2 separate regions of the Anser cygnoides genome follow, and region 1 is linked to region 2. Evidence: chromatin contacts called from public Hi-C data. All regions are on one chromosome and are shown on one strand. The core of a region is the stretch at or near the end of the contact, and the rest is flanking DNA. Distances in the headings are between cores, read along the strand shown. Region 1 has its middle 65 kb from the start of GTPBP8. Region 2 overlaps SLC35A5 (solute carrier family 35 member A5).

The links. A called contact is a pair of places that touch in the nucleus more often than the background predicts.
Region 1: a Hi-C map of liver shows a contact between it and region 2, with 4 times the contacts expected there. The contact joins two enhancer-like sites. A contact is called at or near these places in 4 of 7 Hi-C or Micro-C datasets (granulosa cells and liver).

The regions. Positions count from the first base shown.
Region 1 is chr1:96,367,204-96,370,849 of Taihu_goose_T2T_genome, reverse strand. No RefSeq gene overlaps it. Among named protein-coding and RNA genes, the nearest start is that of GTPBP8, 65 kb to the left of the region's middle. Within about 2 kb of position 2,114, at least 1 of the 3 cell types and tissues checked has open chromatin away from gene starts, as enhancers often do. A contact at or near this core is called in liver, where this site is marked.
Region 2 is chr1:96,273,527-96,277,257 of Taihu_goose_T2T_genome, reverse strand. SLC35A5 (solute carrier family 35 member A5) reads right to left here. Exons shown (of 6, transcript XM_013184470.3): 6 at 1,565-2,623. The coding sequence ends at 2,555. Among named protein-coding and RNA genes, the nearest start is that of SLC35A5, 9.4 kb to the right of the region's middle. Within about 2 kb of position 1,662, at least 2 of the 3 cell types and tissues checked have open chromatin away from gene starts, as enhancers often do. A contact at or near this core is called in liver, where this site is marked.

The sequences.
Region 1 (3,646 bases), core at 865-3,364, 93 kb before region 2:
TGCACCTCATTGACCCAATGAGGTTGAAGTAAGTAGGCACTCCTGGCTCTCTGGACTTAGTATTTAAAAAACAGTCAGAACACTGGAGGAGACTAATACCGCTTTGCCTGTTAGTAACACCTCCTGGCCAGAGATCTTACAGTACTTCACCATTACTTATATATTTAACTACATTAATCCCCTCTGAATTGTCATCAATATTTCAAATAGACAATAAAATGAAGGGAAGTGGAATTTAGTGATTCGCCCACAATCACCCAGAACAACTTTCTGTCCATTCAAAAATCAGGAAAGAACAGCCGCAATAGGAAAGAAAAAAAATATAGATATAGATATAGATATATAAAATAGACCCTCAAATCTGCCTTAAATAAAGCTGACAATACCTTTAGTAAACATAGGTAAATTTCTTCTCCTCTAGAAGTCACACTTCTCCGGTAGGTAAAACAGGGTGATGACACTGACCTACTCTGTGAAGTGCATGGTCTTCTAGTTATTGTAGATACTGTGTAGAAACTAAGCATGACTTCTGCCATCAAAGTGCATCCACCTCCAAGCTTGAACACAGCCAACTATGAGAACTGTTAATCCATTTAAGAGTTTTAGAATAGAAAGTGAAAACTGCAATATCAAATTGAAACTGCCAAACTGGGTTTAGATGGGGAACCTGCTCTTCAACCCTACCCCCTGTATTTCCAACATGTCATAGAAGTTTGTATAACATCCTCACAGAGAATAATATTGAGTTTTTAAGGGACAACACTTTTATGCCATCTGGCATCTGATTTCAGAGGCCACCTTGCAGCAAATCACTGTCTTTTGTCCATTTATTAAGAAATACTTTCCATAGGACACTTTTTTTTTTGTTTGTTTGCTTGTTTTCCTGTGGTCTCCTCACTTCACGCTGACCACTGCCCAGCAGTGCTTTAGCTGTACAAGCTGATGAGCTCATGCCCTGAAGTGGAAAGGTTACACAAGACTCAGCTGCTAACACTTCCAAGGCTGAAAATCTACTAACACTGCCACGTGTATGCAGGGGTGGGAGAGTGGCTTTTAAAAATAAAAAATAAAAAAAATCTGCAAAAACAATGTATAGCACTGGGACTTGGTTGTGCGTCATCTGTTTTCATTTACCATTTCAAGCTCTACTGCACCAGCTGAAAGTAGACATTATTTCTACTCTTTATAACCATAATCATAACCATAGATCAGGACACAAAAAATCACTTAGATGGCTTCATGAAAGTGAAAGAGATTCCAAGACACAAGCTCTAAGGAACTAAAATACACTGAGATATCTCAAACGAACTCTTAAAAATTATTCCAGGTAAATATTATATCCCTGCTTGCTTTACTCCTCACGTCATCAAAAGTAAGAATAAAATCTGTAGAAGGAGCAAGTTACATTTGGGGGGTAGAGGAGAGAAAGTTTGTAAAAATTTCCATGGTGGCTTTTCAGCTGCTAATCAGATTCTATTAACCTTATTCATCCTGTAAAGGGAGCAAATCTCAAGTCACATACAGTCCAACATATGACTGCTTAATTGCTTTTAATGCAGGAGGATTGTATTTCTCATGCCCTGGCTAAGGATTAAAAGAAAACTATTAGGGCAGGAGGTGGACACCAAAACGTCTGTTGATGCCAGCTCTTTTTTCCCCTTTTTCAGACTTTCATCCAAAACATGCTTACTTTGGCAGCCTACCCAGAGGGCTATGAAATCATAAAGAGCCACTGTCCAATTCTTACCTCTGCAAGACAGTAGACCAGATCTAATCCCTGCAAATTGCAGTTATTTTGATCAAAACTGTTTTGCCAAACTATGAAATCTCTTTTTTTTTTTTTCCCCCTCTGTTTTAGTGGTGTCATCAGGACCTGGAGGGGCTCAGGAAACAGATTCTTCCCAAAAGCTTTTGAGGCTATTCTCTCTTACCTGCCTTTTAATTACATAAAGGAAAAGGGGTGGGGATTTCTGGGGAGAGAGGGACAGAAAAAATACTTGCACTGTTTAAGAGCTTGCTTTCAAAAGACCGAATGAATGGCTCAAGGGATAATGAGGCCTTGCCTTTATGCTGCTGGCTCAAATTTGAGGTGATTGAAGATTACTGCTTTGTTATTACCCATGTTTATTATAGCAATGTCTAGGGACTAATCAAAATTGACAAAGATATAGTAATCACTGTACAAACAGGGAGTTGTAGACTGTCCGTGACCTAAGAAACTTACAGTTCGAACAGACACACCAAACATGGCAGGGCAGGATATCAATAGTGATGTTTGAAAGCACATGCAATACTGGCAGTATGTTCAATGCTTTAATGCCCAGTTACTCCTTCCAGAGTTAAGATTTTCAAAAGATCAGAGTTAAGATTTTCAAAAACACACGAAGGTGTGAGATGCATGAATGTATTGAGACAGCTCACTGTAAATAACTAACTCTGCAAGCTGATCACTGACAGTTTCTGTTTCCGTTGCAACATCCTGTAGAAACATATGCTAAAATCTTAAGTTAATAGCACATATTCCACTTACTAGCTCAAAGCAACAATAACAATCCAAACAACTGTATGTCAGACACTATAAAAGCAGCAACCAGTTCTTATGAGGACTTTTCTTGGACAGACATCAAGGTAGATAAGTTGAAGGTATGTAAGACCCGTTGTATTCCTACCGTGGAGAGGAGAAGGTAGGCAGCAGATGGAATTTAAGGCATGAAAGACAAGGCGGGAATTAACCCTATACAGAATAACTTGGAATTAGACTGGTAGGACAGAATTCAGCCTGAGCAAGACTGATCAATAGGCTGCATTTTGTCAGAAACCGAGTAACTGCAAGTAGTGAGACAGAACAGGAAGTTATATGTAAACTTGAATAGCATAATCCCTGCACTGATACCCCCTGGATTTTCAGGTGCAAGAAGTTCTCCCTTTCTAACACAGAATCACAGAATCACAGAGAGACTGAGGTTGGAAGGGACTTCTGCAGGCCATCTGATCCAAGGAGGTTTATGGTTCTTTTTATGGCATCATATTCAGATATTAATGCTCTGTGAAGTCAAATTCTAGTCACTATAGTCTGCTATGTGTTAACAGATGATGCTGTAATGCATGTATGAATTGTATTCCTGCTTGATCCACAATACAAAAAATCCAGTGTCTCAGTAATGTAAGATTTTGATCTCACAGGAAAAATTACGTGCAGATTAGCTAAAAACTAAAACAAGTAAATAATGTTCTTTTGGGATTCATATCTGGCAGTTTACTAAGGAAATTCAAAAGTATAAATATTTACAATAGGAGGTACACAGATTTTTTGTAATGTTATAGCTGATTCCAATTTGGAATACATGCTGTTTTGCTTAATTTTATTCCATTTGCTTTTGAAATCTGACCCATACCCCGCATATAAACTTAATTATTTGCTCATCCTTTCTGTCCCTATCCATGCTCTGTTATTTTTCCAGGGTTTGTCTTTTATTGGAAATTCCATGTGCTTTTAAATTTACCAAAGGATTGCTTTGATGAAAAACTGTGAATACAAAAAGCAGAATCCTAACTTGGTATTTACAAAATATATTTGTGCTGCATATATAGTGTATGAATCTACAAACGTATGTATATAACATTACTATTATTTAATAGTATCACT
Region 2 (3,731 bases), core at 413-2,912:
ATAGGATCTAACTCTACAAGGAAAGTAAATGCTTCCATATAGCTCCACAGTTATATACCTGGTATCTTTGTGCAATCTGAGACTTCAGCAAAACAAGTCAATCATGACATCATGCTTGTGATGGAAGTTATTAAAATGAAATTTATAGAGGGGAAAAACTGACTAAGCAGGGTAAGAGCTGAAAGCAAGTCTAAATATACTTTATAACATTTGCAGATCAATAATTTCCAGCTCTTATTTCTCTTTAGGCATACATTTCATGGCAGGAAGGTCAAAAATTTTAAAGACACTCATCTTTGGTTTGATGCTCTATCATTAGAGGTATGAGGCTAATTTTTATGTTCTGACTTAAGGCAAGGCAAAGCTGCCTGCAAAAGTCGATGTAAAAAGCTACCACTACTAATGCAAAGCAATCTAAAAACTAACAGTACTTTCACTTTTCATGGAAATGTCTGCTAAAGGTGGTAGCTGTGACTGAAAAAGACAATGAATTGAGGCAAGTATATACTGCAAACCTGTATGTAATGGAGAAAAAAAAAAAAAGAAACTGTCTTATTGCAACTAAGTCTTGAAGAGTTTGAGCTTTTTTTTTTTTGCATTAAAGTTTCATTTCCCAAAATAGAACATTACACACCAACGAAACTCATGTTTCTGGAATTTACATTCAAATATGCTTTCTTATTCATTCTGTACAAATCCAAACAACTAGGATTCCTTTTGATAAAACGAGCTACTATACTAGCACAACAAGATCAGCTGTAAAACATTTTTCAGCTCAACATATTTACAAGGTTAGCTCATATAAACAAACCACAACAGTAATTTCACTTTGTGTCATTCTTAATACATGCTAGAAAAAGATCATACTCCTGGAAAAAAGATGAAAGAAATCAGAATAAGAATTTCACATGCATTGTTTATAACTTGACAGTCATCGGCCACAACTGGAAACAGGCTGCCCTGCTTGATGGATCAGTGACAGGAGGTATGTTAATTAATATAGCAATGAGCCATCAAGACAGAATGCGTAAGTAAGCACACAGAGCCTGGAAAAAGGATGGCAGAGGGGAACAAAGGCAGAACTGTCTTCAGTCCACAGAGAAATGCATCAGTAATTGATTAAGATACACTGTGGTATGAGGCTCTGACACTGAACTCATTGCATACCTTCATAAGAATTCCTTTGACAGCGATCTTTCCGTTATCGAAGTCTTGTTTTTGACTGTTCCCTTCATCCTCCAATTTTTAAAATTCCTTGAATTATTTTGAACCCATTTTTCATCTCACTGAAAATACAATCCAGCAGACACTTTAACAGTGATTCTGAGATCACTGTGCCTGACATTCTGCAAAATGCTTTTGCTCTCTACAAAAACGAATGCAAACTCTTATCAGCCTGAGTTGTCAGAGCAACAACAAATGGTATTAACACCTGCACCCTCCTGCTCAGTGTTCCAGATATTGCAGGGCATCGTTGCAGCTACATAACATCCGTTTTCAGATAGTGGCCCCAGTGCAAAGTCATACCCTTTCTAAATGCAATAAAGACCCTATGATACATTCATACCAAATAACACACTTTTGTTTTATTCAGGATCTTTCAAAGTTAAGCCACATAAATTGCAAGTAAAATCCACTATTTTCTACAAAGGCATTCCAAATTTCAGTTCCCCCAGACGTCAGGAGACAGGCACACACCAGTCTCATACTGGAAATGTGAGAGAGCTGGTGGCTGAAGTCAGTGAAATCTACTTCAGCCACATCAAAGAATCAGAAAGGACTCCACAGGAGCCAGTACAGAGTTACACTGGTGTAAAACAGGAATGAAAACAGAATTAAGACCATTCAAACTGAAAAAGATTCTCCTGGATTAAGAATATGTTGATCCTTCAGACAAATTATCTGATTATTATACATTCTCAAGTCAAGGTTTGATGAGATTGGTTCAGGGGGACTCTTTCACTCAGCTAGGGGTATTTCAATGTGAATCACCAAAATACAATAAAACCTCATAAATAAGAGGCATATTGACTGTTATTAGTAATATCTTAAGCCCTGAAAAGAAAACTTAATGAAGCATTTTTACATTGGAAGATACTAATCAACCCTTATATCACTTTTGCAACGTGGACAGGTTTTATAATCTCTGCTTTGCTAACCAAGGAATTCATACAGGAACTGGCAGTGACTCAGGACAGTGAACCAAAGTGATGAAAGACATGGTTAGAGTCCAGGACTGCCCTCCAATGCAGCATGTCACCCAGACAACTGAGTCCAGGGTCCAAGCCTCTTCTTGTTTACTTCAGGTATAAACTTCGTTTATTGCAGCAGATTTTGAACTCCTAATTTGCACTCATGGGAAGAGGGAAAACAGCTCTCAAAAATAAATGGCTCAAATTAAGAGCTTGAATGTTTTCCTCATCCATCTCTGACATCCAGACCCAAAGTAGTCTCAATTGTTCTGCAAATGGCAAAAAAGGACCCTTCGCAATGTTAAGGAAACATTAACATTCTCTCACTATGAGTAATAGCATTCCTCTTAGCCAGCTCCATGCTAGAGCGAATCTTCATCTGTATCGATGTCACTGCTTGGTTTGTTCAGTCTCTCAAACTCTTCTCCGTCCTACAGGAATGAGAAGAGAACAATGTGAGCAAAAGTTATCTTGTTATTAATACATAGAAAGAGGAAGAGAAAGAGAGAAAGAAAAGAAATAGGTTTATTTAAGATATCTCTGTCATATTAACACCCAGTAATTTACATGTTTTACCAGTATGTTAAAATCTTCCTCTAACATATACATGTTCATAAGGAACGTCCCGTTCATCTTTAATACTTTTTAGTGACTTGGTCTCTAAAACAGCTTGTAGCCTATCCATTCATCAGGAAACTTGCTCACGTAGCACTCTTTGTTTTTACCACAGATGCTCAATTGTAAATGCTAAAATAGATAATGCCAGCTACACCAAAAACTACGACTGTATTATTTACTGCTTGTTAAACGACAATCTAACAGGTCACTATGTAGAAGTTCTAGAAAATATCTCTTCCAAGTTTAATTTTTTCTAGAATTAAATGGAGACAGCACTCTCTGCTGGTTGCGTCATGCGTAACAGCAGATCTGTACATGCAGAACACACAGACATTAGCTCCTTCCCACTCTGACTAATTTCTCAGCTCAATTAAATGAGCTGAGACTACAGCTGAGTCTAAGGGCAAGCCCTCTGTGTCATGTTCTAGCTGTCTAGATTACTATTCAAATTAGGGCAAAAGAAAAAAAAAAAAAAAAGAAAAGTACCTGCAGAAAATGTTGCGTACGAAAAAAATCGTGTTAAGAATGTCCTCAGATATCTTTTGACTGTTACAGTATGAAGAATCTTAACTAATATATTAATTTCTTTATGGGCTCAGCTACACAAAGATTTATCAGTTTTACTTAAGTACAGTTAGTTCCCAGGCGTCAGTTCCAACTTCTGTATGCCCAGGGTCAGTGGACAAATATATCTGGTCAAAGAAGTCGCAAGAGAGGATTTGTATAAAAGTTGCTAAAGTTGCTCACAGCACTTTCTGTAGTCACGGCAGAAAAGCAACAGTTACCTGAGCTTCATGAATTTAAAAAGTGGAATACGCAAAATAATTTCCCATCAATTTTAAAGATTTTTAACAAACAGCGAGCTTTGGTGTTTGAGTTGAGGAATGAGTCTGGTTACATGCAAAACAAATCTTCTAAATA